2 separate regions of the Sus scrofa genome follow, and region 1 is linked to region 2. The links are chromatin contacts, called in public Hi-C maps. All regions are on one chromosome and are shown on one strand. Each heading gives the region's core, a stretch centred on a gene start, on an enhancer-like site or on the middle of the called end of the contact. The rest is flanking DNA. Distances are from core to core; before and after follow the strand shown.

What was found. A called contact is a pair of places that touch in the nucleus more often than the background predicts.
Region 1: a contact with region 2 is called in a Hi-C map of skeletal muscle, with 2.1 times the contacts expected there. The contact joins the enhancer-like site here to the promoter of MESDC2 in region 2. A contact is called at or near these places in 6 of 47 Hi-C or Micro-C datasets (embryonic fibroblasts, heart right ventricle, liver and 2 more) and 2 of 2 datasets of contacts at active chromatin or transcription factors (alveolar macrophages and skeletal muscle).

Annotation. Positions count from the first base shown.
Region 1 is chr7:49,912,487-49,918,899 of Sscrofa11.1, forward strand. It overlaps a transcript of CFAP161 not described here. Among named protein-coding and RNA genes, the nearest start is that of CFAP161, 12 kb to the right of the region's middle. Within about 2 kb of position 2,520, at least 5 of the 83 cell types and tissues checked have an H3K27ac peak or open chromatin away from gene starts, as enhancers often do. A contact at or near this core is called in skeletal muscle, where this site is marked.
Region 2 is chr7:49,816,141-49,821,986 of Sscrofa11.1, forward strand. It overlaps MESDC2 (LDLR chaperone MESD), which reads right to left and starts at 1,585. Exons shown (of 3, transcript XM_001928863.5): 1 at 1,254-1,585. The coding sequence starts at 1,460. LOC102161353 reads right to left here. Exons shown (of 3, transcript XM_021100044.1): 3 at 3,750-4,501. The coding sequence ends at 4,378.

The DNA of each region.
Region 1 (6,413 bases), core at 1,270-3,769, 97 kb after region 2:
CCCACTGAGCGAGACCAGAGATAGAACCCTCGTCCTCATTACTAGTCGGGTTCGTAACTGCTGAGGCAGGACGGGACCTCCCTGCAGTGCTGCTTTAATACCAGGGGCACCCTCCGGAGCTCAGCGTCAGGATGGACAAGGAATGGACATTCTCCAGGAATCTAGGTAGGTGGCTGCTCTGACCTCAGCACACTGCAGCCTGTTCCTCTGCTCTCTTCCAGGGGAAAAGGTGTAGCTGTGAGGGTAGTTTGGGGGATGACAAGGACCATCTGCATATTGAACAAAGATTGGCATTTGATAGTTACTGAATCTCACCCTGCCCGAGAACTGAGTGGCTCTATCACATGGCAACCAAACTGTTAGGAAAAGGTGCCAGGAATTATGGCTATATTTGGCAGAACCTGCAGTAGTGCTCAGAATATTCTCATCCAGCGAAAGGATCAGGGAAAGAATGGCTGCAATCTTGACACCTGAGCTGCGGGGTGAAGGATCTGAGAAGGCGCTGGGATGAGGCCACGGCCAAATCTTTTAGGCTGGTTCCTGTACAAAGACGTCTTGCGGGAAACATGGGAGAAGACAGTCTATGCTGAGTGTTACGTAAACCCCACATGGAACTGGCTCATAGAAATTTCATAGACGCTTGGACTGCATCTGCAGTGGGCAGACTGGTGTCTTTAGCAAGCGAACCCAAAGGGACACTAGCTTTGGCTGCAGACACTGCAAGACCCAGGGCGGAGAGACTAGGACAGGAGATGGGGGCGAGGGATGCAGTGGAGGTTGGATCCTTAAAATGGGACTTCATTTAAAAGGGAAGCATTCGATCCATGGGAGGGACTACAGTGAGGAAATGCTGTAGGCACGGAGCCTCCTAAGAGGTGAGCGTAAGGGAGGATTACTAAGAGTTTGCCAGACAGGTACTCACGGAGCGCTTGGGTTGAAGATCCAACATCTCAGCCTGTTGCAGGACTGTTAGCTGGAGGAAAAGAGGACAGAAGAAGCATTTTGTGATGATGGCCAGGAGACGATGGTTGTAACAGCCACCGTTCATGAGCACTTAGCCTGAGCCTGGCACGCTTCAAATCCATTGCCTCACTTACTCGTTGCAATCAGTAAACAAAGTAGGAAGTATTGCTATCCCCATTTTATTTTTCGTTTATTATTATTATTTTTTTCTTTGGCCATGCCCATGGCAAGTGGACATTCCCTAGGCCAGGGATCGGAGCTGCACCACAGTAGTAATCCAAGCCACAGCAGTGGCCATGGTACATCCTTAACCACGAGGTCACCAGGGAACGCCTATCCCCACTTTATAGATGAGAAATAGGGGCATAGAAAGGGGAAACATCGGATCAGAGGCACAGAATGAGTCCTTGATGGAGTCGTTTGTCAAGTTCTTTTCCACTGGTGAAGAAGGGGCAAACAGGAGTCCCCACTGTGGCTCTGCGGTAACTAACACAACTAGTATCCATGAAGATGAGGGTTTGATCCTTGGCCCCGATCAGTGGGTTAACAGTCTGGCATTGCCGTGAGCTGTGGTGTAGGTTGCAGATAGGTCTCAGCAGATGCATAGGCCGCAGCTACAGGTCTGATCTGACCCCTAGTGTGGGAACCTCCACATGCTTTGGGTGCCACTCTAAAAAGAAAAGATATGGGCAAACAGACTCCTAACGAAGTAACGAAAATTAAGAATTTTTCTGCAAAGCAGAGAAAATAGCAGTAGAATTCGGCATGAGTAAAGGGAATTGCCAGCGAACATCCAGAGACAGGAGCTTTTAACCAACTTCCTTCCCCAATTCTTCATTCTCCCATGAGTACCATGAACCTGGGTGGCCAGAAAGCTGGGGCAGGGGGGCAGGGGGCAGTGGTCGTGGGTACACAGACCTTAATCCAGTCTTGTTGACACCTGGACAGAGGGAGGCTGTGGTGCTGGCAGCTACTTTTAAGACAGGGGACCCAGAACCTCTTGGCGGAAGAGGCAGGGTTGAAATGAAGTTTAAGGTCACCCATAGTAAGGTAGATCTGTGTTTTGTTACCGATGTGGGAAGCACCGACATGTGATGGCAGACTAAAATCTCCCAGAGAAACTTTCCTCGGTGTAGACAAGTCACGCCTTTTAGAAAAGAGTTAGATCATGGGCTCTGGCTGGCTGGAGTCATAGCCCATTAGGTCAAGTCCTGCTCAGCTGCTCCAGATTCCTCTGAGGAAGCAGCTGCCCTGGAAACTTAATCCCTTCCCACTGGGGTTGGCAAGGCCATGGGCAATGACCCAAGAACAGAAGAGATGGAGATACTTGCCAGGCAGAGCTGGATTCTAGGTCATTTCCACTTTGTTCTGTAAGAGGTAACTCGTCCATGTTCCCTGATAAGGACTTACAGGAAAGGTGCACGTTGGTGAAGCTAGAATTTCTGGATGAGTTGTGAGAATGAAAGAAAAAGCTAGCAGGTTGTGTACGGATCTGGAAGGAGTAGCTGAGTACACTTCTCTGGAAATTCTGGACATGCTGTTGTTGCCAGCAGCCTGGGGAGTTGGGTTCAGCCCTGCTGCCAACTCCTGGCTTCAAGTGCCAGCTAGTGTGTGAGGTCAGATAGGAGCTGAGGACAATGGGGACTGGTTCCCCTCTCCCCCTGGGCCTGGGGTGAGGAAATGGGTTTAGATAGCTCTAGCCCCAGCTGTGGACACTCTCAAGGCATGGAAGGTGGCATGCAAGGGAAACTAGGAGCTACAGAGAAGGGGTTTTCTCCCATGAGCGGGCCCCAGGCTGTACCAAAGGGGTGCAGCATCCATCAGTTATAAGGCACACTTCTGACCTTCAAGGGGTATTCTAGAGATCACACAGGGAGGAAGCATTGAAAAGAATTCTTTCTAAATGTCTTATCTCTAAGCCTTATACATTTCCAAGCTGCAAGTTTGGACAAGTTCAATTGCTTCCCATCTCCCCGCCCCCCCACCCAGTTATGGGCTACCGAGGCGTCGGTGGGTATTTGTGTTGGGTTTAAGAACCAGCTCTATTAGCTATGGAATTTCAAGGTGGCTTGGGTATGTAAACTGGCCAGGGGGCCGCTCACAGGATCGAAGCAGCAGCATCAGGGCCTTCTGCCAGCCTGCATGGGGCGATAACCTGTTGGGAAAGTCAGGAGGTGGGAGCAGGATGGGAGCAGGCTCTGCTGGCATGACCCATTTTCTTTCCTTGGCATCCAAACATCGGCAAAGTCACTAAAGTCATGAGAGAGTCAGAGTTGGTGGTGTGTGTTGTTTGCTGGTTTTTGTCTAATACAGGGCAGAGCTCAGAAAGCTGGCTCAGGGGACGCATACGTATTTTTAGGCATCCCTCCGGGCTTCTCTATGGGGGTTTCCGTTTGTATAAAATAAATAGCATCACATAAATAGCATCACACTGTATAGGATGTTATCTAGTTTGCTATTTACATGATGGATTAGTTGCCTATGACTGATGTAACCAATTGCTACAAACTCTGTGGCTACCATAGAAGTTCATCTCCTTACATCTCTGGAGGCTGGAGATCTGAAATCAAGGGTTGCTTCCTTCTAGAGGCTCTGAGAGGATCTGTTCCACGTCTTCCTTCTAACTTTTGAGGATTTCGGAACATCCTTGGTGTCCCTTGTCTGCTACGCTCAGGGCTCCAGTCTCTGCCTCCGTCTTCACACGGTCCGCGTGGTCTCCCTTGTGTATCCATCCAAACGACCCTCTTCTGATAAAGACACGACTCATTTGGATTTGGGGATCTTCCTTAATCGAGTATGACCTCTTTGAACCCTGATTACATCAGCAGAGACTTTACTTCTAAATAATATCATGCTCATAGGAACCAGGTAAACGTGAATTTGGGGGGGGGAGGTCATTCTATAGTCTAGTACACGTGGACATCTCTTTATGTAAATAAATGTAGATACTCATTATCTTTTTTTTCTTTTTTTTTTGCTTTTTAGGGCCGCACTCTCGGCACATGGAGCTTCTCAAGCTAGGGGTGAAACTGGAGCTGTAGCTGCCGGCCTATTCCACAGCCACAGCAATGCAGGATCTAAGCCACATCTGCGATCTACACCACAGCCCACAGCAATGCTGGATCCTTAACTCACTGAGCAAGGCCAGGGATTGAACCTGTATCCTCAATGATGCTAGTCAGATTCGTTAATCACTGAGCCATGACAGAAACTCCCTCATTATCATTTTTAAGGGCAGTCTAATATGTCACTGGAAAAGTGTATTATAATTTACTTAAACCAACCTCCTGTGGTTTGACATCTAGATTATTTTATTTATCTTTTTGGCTACTTTCAGCATCTGTTCGAGATACACGCTTGTGCATAGATTTTAAATACTGTAAACAGGGTTGGTGATGCACAGGGCATGCACTTTTATTATCTTGCTAACTCTTTAAATTTTTAAAAAATTTTTATTTTATTTTTGTTTATTTATTTATTTTTTTTTAGGGCTGCATCCGTGGCATATGGAGCTTCCCAGGCTAGGGGTCTAATCGAATCTGTAGCTGCTGGTCTACACCACAGCCACAGCAATTCGGGATCCAAGCTGTGTCTGCAACCTACACCACAGCTCATGGCAATGCTGGATCCTTAACCCACTGAGCGAGGCCAGGGATCCAACACACGTCCTCAAGGATACTAGCTGGGTTTGTTAACTGCTGAGCTGTGACAGGAACTCCTAAATTTTAAAAAAAAATTACTTTACTAAAAAAAATTTTTTATAGGAATTCCCGTTGTGGCTCAGCAAGTTAAGAACCTGACATAAGAGGGTTCGATCCCTGGCCTCGCTCAGGGGGTTAAGGATCCGGTGTTGCTGTGAACTGCAGTATAGGCTGGCAGCTGTAGCTTCGATTCGACCCCTAGCCTGGGAATTTCCATATGTCGCACGTGTGGTCCTAAAAAGAAAAGAATTTTTTTTTTTTTTTTTTTTTATCTTGCCATCTCTTGACTGAGGATGGTCCGGAAATGGATGAGGGACCATAGGCTGCAGGAACTCTTCTCTTACACACTGAGTGTGGGAGTCTCCAGAAAATTCCATGACCTCACCGGTAGCTCATTTCAAGACTATAGGAGCTTCTTCTGGATCTGACACATAGTAGATCCAGGTTTAGCAAATGAACATGGGTATTTTCCAGGGGAAAACTAGTAGGGTTTTTGGAGTGCTGTTTTGGTAGAGAGAGGAAAAATCTTCATGTTCTACAGTGACTTTTCTTTGGGAACCAAACACATGGGGAGGATGGAACAGCAGATGCTGCGGGGCGGTGGGGGGTTCTATTCTGGCAATATCATCGTGGGGGGCCTGTCACCACCATCTGGGGGAATGTTCTGTAAAAGGAACAGCTCTGGCAGCGGGATGTGTTCTGACCTGGGTTCACAAGGCTGGGGTCTGACCAGCGTGACAGCGGCCAGCCCCCATCTGGGGCTCAGCGTGGTTTTCAGACCGGCTGGGGTCCCGATCCCTCCAGCTGCTCGGCCTGTCCCAGGGCGCCCAGGTTACAGGGATGGAGAAATCTGTTTATCAAATGAACACCAGTCACCTTCTGTCCCTAGAGTCGGGTAGAAGGACTGTGCCTTGGCTCATGGGTGTGGGTAGGGGGACTGCATCGACCCTGGGAAGACACCCTGGGTTTTCAGTAGACCAGACAAAGCAGCCAAACCTGGGGCGGGCACTCTGGAAGCTGGCTGGCAGAAGTGAAGGGGTAGGAATTCACCTGGATGACAGGAGAGGAATTCAGAGCCTGCTTTGAGTATGAGAGGAAGGAAGCCTTGCCATCAGGCTATGATGCTGAGGAAGCCAAGACCTGTATAATGCCACAGGGATCTCACTTTGGGGTTCACAGAAGATCTGGGTAGACAGCCATTCATAGGTGGTGGCAGGCAAGAAACGGCCAAGTCCATGTGCAGCCGGCCTTGGTGTTGGGTGGGTGTGTCTGGGTATTTTCAGGGAATAACATTTATGACCGTAACTGAGGGTAAGTACTTGTACTGGACTGTGTGGAGACCGTCCTTAAAGATGGAACTGGGGAGCTGGGAGGGAGGAATACGTAGCGGAACATGCAGTTTTGGGCACCTATCAGCGCTGGGCTTAGTGCTCAGGATACACCAGTGAAACCAAAAGCCCTCGTGGAGTTTACACTGGTCCAAATTGTTCAGTGCCAAGAAAAACTGCTAATCATAGCGATTTGCAGAGAAAGTACAAATACCTTGAGATCCAGGGGAAGAACAACTGGCTTCATCCCGTCTGGGGATATTGTTGAGGGAGATGGCCTTTGGGATAGTCCTGATGAATGAGTAGAAATTACATGGGGAAGAAGTGCCTTGATTAAGGAAATTCAAATAGAGGAAACATCAAGGGCAATAAAAGCATCCTGTTGGGAAACCTCAACTATTTTGATATTCTCAGAACATAA
Region 2 (5,846 bases), core at 335-2,834:
TACATATGCACACAGATACCCACAGAATAATAAAGCGTCAATGTTGGAAGAAATCATCCAGTGCAATCTCACTCAGCAGATAAGGAACCAGAGGCCTAGAATGGAGACGTGACTTGCCCAAGGTTACACAGCGAGTAGAATCCTAGTTTCTTTCTTTCTTTCTTTTTTTTTTTTTTTTTTTTGTCTTTTTGCCATTTCTTGGGCCGCTCCCACAGCATATGGAGGTTCCCAGGCTAGGGGTCTAATCGGAGCTGTAGCTCCCAGCCCACACCAGAGCCACAGCAACGCGGGATCCGAGCCGTGTCTGCAACCTACACCACAGTTCACGGCAACGCCGGATCGTTAACCCACTGAGCAAAGCCAGGGACCGAACCCGCAATCTCATGGTTCCTAGTCGGATTTGTTAACCACTGCGCCACGACGGGAACTCCCAGAATCCTAGTTTCTGACTCAACTCCACCAGCTGTGCAAATTCACCAGGACAACACAACCACCTTTGGAAAGAAGCAGCAACGTGGTTTTGGTTTAGTAAACTTTACCTAAAAAGGTTATTATCCACTCCTTGCAATGACACACTCCAGTGCATTCAAGTAACAAACTAGAAAACTCATTCAAATCAAGTCATTATTCCTTTAAACTAGGGAGCGCCACTAGCCTTGGCTACCGCCTCCCACTACCCTCCCAAATTAAAGCCACTCAAAAAAAAATCACAAAACCCTCAGCAGGGACATATACCCAAAATGGGAATTCTGTCCTACTGATTTAGAACACGGAGAACTACGAAAGTTGAAACGGCCCTCTTGAAAGATAATCCTCCCCATACCCCTCACTCCATTCTTCAGGAGTGGAGTGGAAAAGGTCTCCCTCCCCATTTGCAGGGCTCACTGCCCATACGGGGCAATGCGTGGAGCGACCAGGGCACTAAAGACAAAGTAGAGCTGAATAGTGAGAGGCTGACCCGTGATTGGAGTGGCCAGAGGAATGATGGAAGAGGATACTGGGATGAATGGCCTGGGACCGGGGTAGGCAGGGCGTAAGGGGGTCAGAGGGGACACCGAGGGTCAACGATGGTTGGAGTAGGTCACTAAGGGATCACGGCATACGCAGCAGAGGAGGTTAGGGGGTCAGAAGGTACCGAGACGGAAGTCTAAAGGGTCCCAATACGGAGGAGGTAAGAGGTCACTAGGAGCGGGGCCAGGACAGAGAAGGGCCGGGACAGAGAAGAGCAGGGAGGGTGTGCGCGCGCCGCGGACCTCCCACTGTTCCAGAAGACGAGCCATGTCCGCATCATTGTAGTCGCGAATATCCTTCTTCTTCTTCCGGGGAGGTGGAGTAGCCTCGCTGGGCGTTTTGGCTGGGCCCTCAGCGGCGAACGCCCTTGGCGGCAGCAGCACGAGAAGCAGCAGATCAGAGACACAGAGAAGGACCACGGCGGTGCGCGCCCAGGCGGAGGCCGCCATCTTCGCCGCGCAGCGCCGGGTAGCGAGGGCGGACCGGACCTGCGCGAGCCACCGGCCCCGCCCCAGGCCACCTCTCTCCTGGACCCGCCCCCTACCGTCGCCTGCGTCGGACCCCGCCCCGCCCTCAGCCCCGCCTCCCGGCCCTGAGTAGCCTACCAGGCCCCGCCCCGTCCCATTTCCTCCAGCCCCACCTCCGGGAGCCCCGCCCCTCCGCCATCTTGGCCCCGCCCTGCCCCTCGTGTCCAGCTGAGGCTTTCTGCCCGTCCTGGATCGGACCCGAGTGCTCTCGTTCATTTTCGGCCCAGCCCGAGGCCGAACTTTTTCTCTCCTACGGGTAGGCCAGGTCCAAAAGTTCCCTCACGGCCTCTTGGAATCCTCGAACGGCACCTCGCTAGGCCTGTGAAATGAATTAGAGCTGGAAGTTCTGGGAGCTGCCTTTGCTTTGAGAAAGCCGGTTTCACGGGGTCACACGTTTCCTCTTGGTCCCCTGCAACTTCCTTTGAGAACCACCAGTTAAAAAAAGGAGTGGCAGGTAGAGCATCTTTTTCAGACGATCATCAATAGCTCGGGCCCACTGCTTTGCTGCTCAGTGGGGATGATTCAGTTTGGCATTCAATATTACTGTCATCGCTTGAATTTGAAAAAGCTTTTTAAAAAAATGATTACTTTTCATCTGTAAAATAGCTTCGGTAATCTCTTCCGATTTTAGTCTTAGTCTAATACTGTCGGCTCTGACTAATCCTTTTCACGGATGAATCATTCTGTTTTTTGTTTCTTTCTTTAAAAGATTCTGGCCAGCGATGCTCTAAAATTCTAGGAGTTTTAGGGAGTTCGCTGCTGGTTCGGGTGGTTAAGGATCCTTCAGGTGTGGGTTCAACTTATGCATGTGCAGGCTCAGCCAAAAAAAAAAGTTCAACGAGTTTTAAATGGCTGATCTTTTGATTTCTTTTAAACTTTTAATTGAATAAGGCACTTAGTGTAGTTGTAAAATATTCCAACATTGTACAGTTTCAAACATTCTAACTATCCCACACCAACCAGTTATCAGTCTGTTGAATATCATATACATTTTACTATACATTTACAAACATCAAAATGTCTCTAGAAATGGCTTTGTTACATTTACATGTGTGTTTATGGCAGCACGCTGTCCAAATTGGTAAATGTATTGGCTCCTTAAAAGTGTTTTCCACTTACCAACATGAGATGATGAGCTTTCATTCTTTATATTGCAGATATAGTATGCTTTGGTATTAATATGCCAATAGTTTATTTCCCTATTACCCTTCTGATGGCCATTTATTACTAATTATTCTATTACCTAAAAAGGAAAAAAACAAACCACTGCAAACTTTATTCATGCCTTGTTTATGGGCTGAATTATATCCCCCCAAATTTTCTCTTTTTTTTTTTTTTTTTTTGTCTTTTTGCTATTTCTTGGGCCGCTCTCACAGCATATGGAGGTTCCCAGGCTAGGGGTCGAATCGGAGCTGTAGCCACCGGCCTACACCAGAGCCACAGCAACACGGGATCTGAGCCGCATCTGCAACCTACACCACAGCTCATGGCAACGCCAGATCGTTAACCCACTGAGCAAGGGCAGGGACCGAACCCGCAACCTTATGGTTCCTAGTCGGATTTGTTAACCACTGCGTCACGATGGGAACTCCGTATCCCCCCAAATTTTCTTATGATGAAGTCTTAACCCCCCCACCCTGCTCCACGGCCTCAGAATGTGACTGTATCTGGAGGTAGGGTCTTTAAAGAGGTAATTAACTTTTTTTTTTTTTTTGTCTTTTTGCCTAGTCTAGGGCCGCTCCCAAGGCATATGGAGGTTCCCAGGATAGGGGTCCAATCAAAGCTGTAGCCGCTGGCCTACCCCACAGCAACTCAGGATCCGAGCGGAGTCTTCGACCTACACCACAGCTCACGGCAACGCTGGATCCTTAACCCACTGAGTGAGGCCAGGGATCAAACCCACAACTTCATGGCTCCTAGTCGATTTGTTAACCACTGAGCCACGAAAGGAATTCCAAGAGGTAATTAACTTTAAATGAAGTCATTAAGGTGGGCTCTAGTCCAGTACGACTAGTGTCCTTGTAAGAAAAGGAAATTTGAGGAGTTCCTGTTGTGGCGCAGTGTAAATGAATCTGACTAGGAACCATGAGGTTGTGGGTTCAATCCCTGGTCTTGCTCAGTGGGTTAAGGATCCAGCATTGCTGTGAGCTGTGGTGTAGGTTGCAGACATGGCTCAGACTCTGTGTGCTGTGGCTGTGATGTAGGCTGGCAGCTGTAGCTCTGATTCGACCCCTAGCCTGGGAACCTCCATATGCATGGGTGCACCCCCGCCCCACCAAAAAAAAAGGGAATTTGAACAGTCATGTATGGAGGGAGGATCATGTGAACTCGCAGGGAAACGATGACCATCTATAAGCCAAGGAAAGAGGTCTCAGAAGAAACCAACCTGGCTGATATCTTGAGCTGGGACTTCCAGCCTCCAGCACAGTGAAAAAATAAACTTCTGTTGTTTATGTTACTTGGTCTGTACTTTGTTATGGCAGCCCTAGCAAACTAATATTCCTTGCTTCAATAGGATTAACAGCCTACATATAACAGAAAACAGAATTAAAAAAAATAAAAGTGGCTTAAACAAGACATATGGCTTTGTTGTTTAATTTTTCTTTCACAGAAGTGGTTGGAAACTAAGCATCTAAGGCTGGTATTTTGGCTCCTTGGTCATCTGGCACCCAGCCTCTTTCTCATTCTGCTCTGTCCTACTGGCCTGTGTGTCCATCCTCAAGGTCACGAGTTCCAAAATGACCCCTGGAGCCCTAGCCATCAAGATGACTTTCATCCAGAGGAAGGAGGAAGGAAGGAAGGCCGAAAGGAGCCTACCTTTTTAGGGAGTCAGCTTCCTTTAAGCAGCCTCCTTGAATGTTCCACACAACGCTTCTGCTGACATCTTGTAGGCTGGAACCCAGCCTTCTAAGGGAGGCTGTCTTCTGGCTGTCTCCATTGTCACCCCAAACAAAACTGAGATTCTGTTATTAAAGGGGAAGTGGAGGTGAGCAGGCAACTAGCTAACAATATCTGCCTCATCTTCACACATAGGACCATGGAAGTGTTTCTGTTTGTTTTTTGTTTGGTTTTTAGGGCCGCACCCGAGGCATATGGAAGTTCCCAGGCTAGGGGGTGAGTTGGAGCTGCAGCTGCTGGTCTACGCCACAGCCACAGCCGCACGGGATCCAAACCGCATCTGTGACCTACATGACAGGTCACGGCAACGCCGGATCCTTAACCACTGAGTGAGGCCAGGGATGGAACCCGAGTCCTGATGGATACTAGTCGGGTTCATTACTGCTGAGCCACTTAAGTTTAAAGCCCTCCCACTGCGGAGCGGCTGATACTGCACGTCCGTGCATGCATCTGTAGGTATACATGCTATGCCATTTTCTGTTGACATTGAGAAGAAACAACTCACAAGGAAAAAAGTAGTTTTTTCTCTTCTGAAATCATAGGGGAAATGTCATAAGCTTTCTCCCAGAGCGCACTGCTCCACCCAGTGGCTCGGAGCCCTGTCCTGGTGCAGTCATGCTAAAAAACATGCACAGCTGTGGTCGATCATGTGCTTGGCTGGGAGGGGTCACCCTGGTCATTCATTTGCCAGCTGCCAAGTTAAGGTGCAAAAGTGCTAGGATTCCTGAGCCACAGAATCTAGTTATACAGAAAAAAAGAAGTCATTGAGTGTTTTACTGAAATTGTTGGGATTGTGTAAAAAAAAAAAATTTCCAGGGCTACTTTCATCTGAGGAGGACATCAATTCAGTTTATTATCCAGTGATGTGAATACATCTGGATTGATTGCATTTTCACCACTTTGGTGTTTGGAACTTGATTCTGTTCAATTCTGTGAGGGCGTATTTTTTTTTTTTTTTTTTTTTTTACTAAGGATCTACTGCTAATCAAGAACAAGATGAGTTGGACTTCCCTTCATGGCTCGGTGGTTAACAAAGCCGACGAGGCTCTATGAGGATATAGGTTCAATCCTTGACCTTGCTCAGTGGGTTAAGGATCCAGAGTTGCCAAGAGCTATGGTGTAGGTCACAGACACAGCTTGGATCCAACATTGCTGTGGCTGTGGCGTGGGCCAACAGCTGTAGATTCGATTGGACCCCTAGCCTGGGAACTTCCATATGCTGTGGGTATGGCCCTAAAAAAAGCAAAAAAAAAAAAAAAAAAAAAAAAAAAGAACCAGATGGGCAGAGTTCCCATTGTGACTCAGCAGGTTAAGGGCCCAACGTTCTCTATGTGAAGATGTGGGTTTGGTCCCTGGCCTTGCTCAGTGGGTTAAGGATCCAGCATTGCTGCAAGAGGCAGCATAAGTTGC